Regions from separate parts of the Sus scrofa genome. Here region 1 is linked to region 2. The links are chromatin contacts, called in public HiChIP or PLAC-seq maps. All regions are on one chromosome and are shown on one strand. The core of a region is the stretch at or near the end of the contact, and the rest is flanking DNA. Distances in the headings are between cores, read along the strand shown.

Region 1 (2,700 bases), core at 181-2,680, 160 kb before region 2:
TTGGGTTTAGAATGAATCATTGCTGCAGAGTTTTGGTTGCTTTTAGTGGGAAATGGTATTTCAGAGCTAAACTTGGATACTTGGGTCTCTTTCTCCCACCTCCCCCTTCAGAAATGGATCCTACCTACCATGTCAACTTTTTCATCCATGAGTAAAAACTTTTCCTTCCACACTTGTCTCACGCGTGGCCGCTTTGGTTCTGATTTTGCTACTTCCATGCTTGTGTTTGTCATCTTGTCCTTTTCTCTTTCGAGGAAAAGTCCAGACTGAAGAATTCCCCTAGGACAGTTCATGGTTTGAGTCTCATCTTGCAGGCCAGAGCTCACATTAATTTAGGTTTCAGAAAAAACTTTAATCATTGCCTTCAGTCCTGTCTCCCTGATGGTTTGTTCTGTGTCTTGTTTAAATAAGCGGAAGGTGAGAGATTCCTTATCTTATTACCACTCTGAGCCATTCAGACCTCAAGCTGTATTTTGATGATATTGTTGGGGTCAATTTACACACATCTGTTTGAATAAAATACTCGTTGAATTAAGTTTTGTACCTTCCTCTCTCAAAGTGTTTAAAACAGAGTACATTTAATCTACCAGTCATTTAAAGAATTTATCACTAATACTTTATTTTTTAGAAGGTAAAAAATGTTAAGCTCTGTGGTTGTAGGCAGGTTTATGCATTGGAGTCCTATGCATTGGTTGTGGGAACACAACAGTAAGCCTCTAAGTCTAAAATGAATGTTTTTTTGTTTAATAGGTCTTGTATTAGATTTAATTTTGGTAATTTCTATTTTTGCTTTTTGGAAATTGTTTTATGCCATTGTTGGTGAATCACAGAATATGCACTTAGGCCAAAAAAAACAAAACGAAACAAAACAAAAACACCTCATTTTAAACATATCTACAGTGTTCTCTTCAGAGGTTCCCGTCAGGTCTGGAGTTTCAGCTTCAGTAATACTTTTTTGTTTTGTTGGTGAAACAAAGCCGAATGCGTTCACAGTCCAGCCAACACAGCCTCACACCAGAATGAATGAATAGTCCTGAAATTATCATCATCCAAGACATCCCTGAGAAATTAACTAGCATCCTGGCCTTTGAAATTTTGGATACTCATTTAACATACCCCCCCACTCCCGCCTTTTCTCTCTCCCTCTCTTTTCCCCTCTTTTTTTAAAGGCAGCAAGCTTCATGTAATGATTCCTCTGCATTAAGAAAAGTACAGTAGACCAGGGGTTTATTCCCTTCCCTTTCCTCCAGGGGCACAGGGAGAGGTTAAGGAACCCTGTAATTCACAGGCAGGCCTCTTGCCCTGAAGTTAAACTCATTTCATAAAGGGAATTTTCCTTGTGGTCCTGTGGCTCCCTAACACAGTAGAGGCTTCAGGAGGCAAGTGGTAAAAGCTACCAAAGAAAAAGCTGGACTGGAGCCACTGACGTCATGTCAGTAAATCTGCTGGAGGAACCCAGCCGGGCAGTGCCTGCCAGGCAGCCCTTGCACTTTGGCCTTGCCTGGTCAACTGGTCTTTCTGCTTCCTCCATCCCCCTTCTCTCTCCAGACCAGCCTGCCACTTTTGTTTTCTCTTCCCCCTTTCCCTCTGTGTGACTGAACTTGTATTAAAACTGGTAAACACTTTGAAGCCACCTCTGAAACTGGTTCTGTGCTTAATAGCCTGTATTGGGGGGAGGAGGCAGGGAAAACCCAGGGAATGGGGGGCCAGGGAGGCTTGAAAATTTCCCTAGTGGGATTTTTTTTTTTCTTCTTCTTTAGGGCCACATTCATGGCATATGGAGGTTCCTAGGCTAAGGGTCGAATCGGAGCTACAGCTTCCAGCCTACACCACAGCCACAGCAACACCAGATCTGAGCCTCATCTGGGACATACACCACAGCTCACAGCAACGCTGGATCCTTAACCCACTGAGTGAGCCCAGAAATCGAACCCACATCCTCATGGATACTAGTCAAGTTTGTAACCCTCTGAGCCACAACAGGAACTCCCCTAATGGGACTTCTTGGTGATGAATGAATCTATGAGGACAATATGGGGAGCAGCCAGAGGTGCCAGCGCCAGTCTCTGAACTTTTATTTAGAGGTTTGCTTTTCAGGACTGGGTGTGTGTGTGTGTATGGTGGGGGAAAGAGAAGACTGGTCAGAAGATGGGTGGAAATACTGGATTGCGTTTTTCTCATAGAGGGTGATTTAAGAAAACGAGTTCCATGAGTCTTTTATTACCCATTAGTCATTGGTCAGCTAACCCTGAACTCTCCCTGGTTTGCAACTGTAGCAGTTAAATCTAGAGCTGCATGCTACTTTCTGTCTTAGGTATTTAGAGTCACAACCCCACATGCGCCTGAATTAAAATATTACTGTGCTAAATCTATTTTTACATGGAGGGGAATGACATCTAAAAATAAACTTATCCCACCTGTTACTCACTTTTGGGAAATTTGGGACGCTGTCAAGTCACAGCCCATGGATTAAGCTCTTGATCATGTCTTCAAATGTGATATCCACATTCTACTTTTCCTGCTTTTGGTGTGATGTTTTCATTGTTTCATTAACCATTGTCCTCCTGTGTATTTTGCTGTGAATATTCTTTTGCAAATAAGAGGGAAGCATGGGTTCAGATTGGTTTTGAAGTTCCTGAGTCTTAGGGTCAGAAACTTATTCAAAGCAGTATCTTATCCATGAATCATTAGATGAGTCAG
Region 2 (2,700 bases), core at 135-2,634:
CCAGAGTTCCTGTCGTGGCTCAGTGATTAACGAACCCGACTAGCATCCATGAGGACACAGGTTCGGTCCCTGGCCTCGCTCAGTGGGTTATGGATCCAGTGTTGCCATGAGCTGTGGTGTAGGTCGCAGACGCAGCTTGGATCTGATGTTGCTGTGGCTGTGGCGTAGGCCAGTGGCTGTAGCTCTGATTTGACCCCTGGCCTGGGAACCTCCATATTCCGCGGGTGTGGCCCTCAAAAACAAACAAAAAAAAAAAGTGTGTTCTCTACCGTAGCACACAGACCGTACTTATTCTCCTTGATCATTTCTCCCCAAGAGGAACTCTGTGGTGTGTGTTAGTTCTGCATTGTTCTTGGGGGGTTTGGTTTAGAACGCTTTTGGGCTTTTGCAAGAATCCTTCCACACCTCTCCTTCTCCTGTCACTGTGCTCATAGCAGCCCTTCTTTTAATGACTCGGATTTATTGCGAAGTATGCCATCTTCCTTTTGTCTGGACCTAGGAGACTCAGCTCTTTTAAGGTTCAGAGGGAAATGGGAGGTGGAGGATCAGAGGACACGTGCTTTCTGGTGTTCTCTGATTGCTTGTGTTTGGAAAGAATATAAAAATAGTGAGATCTTGGGGTCCCCGTAGTGGCTCAGCGGTTAGTGAACCCGATCGGCATCCATGAGGACACGGGTTCGATCCCTGGCCTCTCGCAGTGGGTTAAAGATCCGGCATTGCTGTCATCTGTGGTGTAGGTCGCAGACACAGCTTGTATCCCGAATTGCTGTGGCTGTGGCATAGGCCAGAAGCTACAGCTCCAATTCAGTACCTAGCCTGGGAACCTCCATGTGCCACGGGTGCGACCCTAAAAAAGACAAAAGACCAAAATAAATAAGTAAATAAAAATAGTGAGATCTCATCATTGTGGTATATCAACATTATAAGGTATTAGGCCTTTGGGGAAACCGAGGCTCGAAAAGGTTAATAAGCGTCCCTAAAGTCAGTGACTAGTTGATAGCAGGGTTCTAGAATCTGCACCATATTTCCCCGTCCATTTGGAAGGTTCTGGAGAGGTCTCCTTTGAAATTGTACCATGACATTGTGACTTTGAGGTTACATATGTTAAAGAAATGCCATCACTTTTCCTCAGGTGCCAAATTCTGGTGAGCAATCTGATCCTAACCTCTCAAATCATTTCTACAGAGCAAAGAAAAAGCAGTCAGACTAATGTTAATCATGGGAGCCTATTATAATGATATATAGCTTGTCATAACACATTATAATATTACAGCAAATATATTTAACTCATGGAACATTCTCAAGGGGCTCTTAACTCCCTTTAAAATCATGTTCCACGCCTCTGTTACAGCAAGATGGAGCTGCAGAGTTCTGTCTGTGATGCTGCCACGCTGCTTTTGCTAAGCCAGTGTCATGAGAATCTCTTGTGAAAACCCTTGCACTGTTTCCCGGGCTTAAAAGTATGTTTGGTTTTGTCAGCACCTGGAAACGGGAAGTTGAAATTTGAGGAGAAACTTTGGTGGTTCTGCTCGAAGCTTGCTGGAGAGTGGAGTCTCTGTTGCTATGGAAACCACACTGCTGCCTCATTTATTAATGGAGGCTTGGTGTACTTCCGGATGTATTCCTGCCCTGTCCTGTAAATTCATTCTAGAGAAATGCAGTTTGACTTTTCAGATACGTCTCTGTCATTTCTTAGGCATTCCCTCTTGGGTCCTCACGAATTCCAGAAAATTGCTTGTATGCTGTTTCAGAACTACTGATTTTTATCTGGCAAGTGTATGTGAAGACCTTACCCCTCTTTCATGCTTAAATCATGTTTATGCCTGCCTGCCGTGTTCAATAAGTGAATTTTTTTATTATGCAGCCTTTAAGAATTATATGGATTTAAAATAAGGGAATGGAAAAATTAAGTCATCAAATGCACTGAAAATCTTGATACTGGCTTTAAGGGAGTTAAACGTTTTTAAGCTTTCCTACCTTTCAAAATTCTAAACTTGATTTTTTTATCCAAAACGAATGGTTTGTTTCTTCCCACTCCAGAAAGACACTTTTAGAAAATGGCTCAGACAAATATTCTTAATGTAAGTCTATTTCACTAAACTAACTCTCCCCTGCTAGGCATATTAGCAGTGTTAGAAGTTGCCTTTAGGAAGAAAAAAAAAAAATTTTTTTTTTCATCTAAATCTTTATCTGGGAGGATGCAAATAGTAGTTCTAAGCCTTTAAGTCATCCATCATGCCTGGCAGCTTCTATTGTCTCATTGTTGAGTTTGAGCCAAGTGAGAGTCTTTCTTGGTCTTGGGAGGGAGGTACATAAATCTGGCTTTGCCAAATCTGTGCTCTAGGGAAGTCCAAGCCTTGCTCTAAGGGTAGGCAATGTAGTCAGACCCATGGGTCCACTAGGATCGAGAAGTATCTTGGGCTCCCATTTTCTGATGTCATATTTACATAGGAACTAACTCTCTGTTCACAGTGGAAGTGATGGGACTTGCTCCCGCAGTTCTTCCAGTGTCTCTGAATTACTGTTAGTTTTTAAATGCATTTTTGTGGATGTAATAAAATACTGTTTATAGTCAGCTACAAAGTAAGTAATTACAATGCGGCAAATGAAATTCAATATAGCTTTGTTGGGGTGTTTAGAATTTTAATCAAGCCAGTCTTAGAGTAAATTATAAAATGCCATTGCTTTTGTTGTACTAAG

What was found. HiChIP or PLAC-seq counts read pairs in DNA pulled down with a chosen protein or histone mark.
Region 1: an H3K27ac HiChIP or PLAC-seq map of skeletal muscle shows a contact between it and region 2. The contact joins two enhancer-like sites. A contact is called at or near these places in 2 of 47 Hi-C or Micro-C datasets (embryonic fibroblasts and liver) and 1 of 2 datasets of contacts at active chromatin or transcription factors (skeletal muscle).

The regions. Positions count from the first base shown.
Region 1 is chr2:46,649,476-46,652,175 of Sscrofa11.1, reverse strand. The region is part of intron 1 of TEAD1 (TEA domain transcription factor 1); the gene reads left to right. Among named protein-coding and RNA genes, the nearest start is that of TEAD1, 19 kb to the left of the region's middle. Within about 2 kb of position 1,430, at least 38 of the 83 cell types and tissues checked have an H3K27ac peak or open chromatin away from gene starts, as enhancers often do. A contact at or near this core is called in skeletal muscle, where this site is marked.
Region 2 is chr2:46,490,910-46,493,609 of Sscrofa11.1, reverse strand. The region is part of intron 2 of TEAD1 (TEA domain transcription factor 1); the gene reads left to right. Among named protein-coding and RNA genes, the nearest start is that of RASSF10, 150 kb to the right of the region's middle. Within about 2 kb of position 1,384, at least 3 of the 83 cell types and tissues checked have an H3K27ac peak or open chromatin away from gene starts, as enhancers often do. A contact at or near this core is called in skeletal muscle, where this site is marked.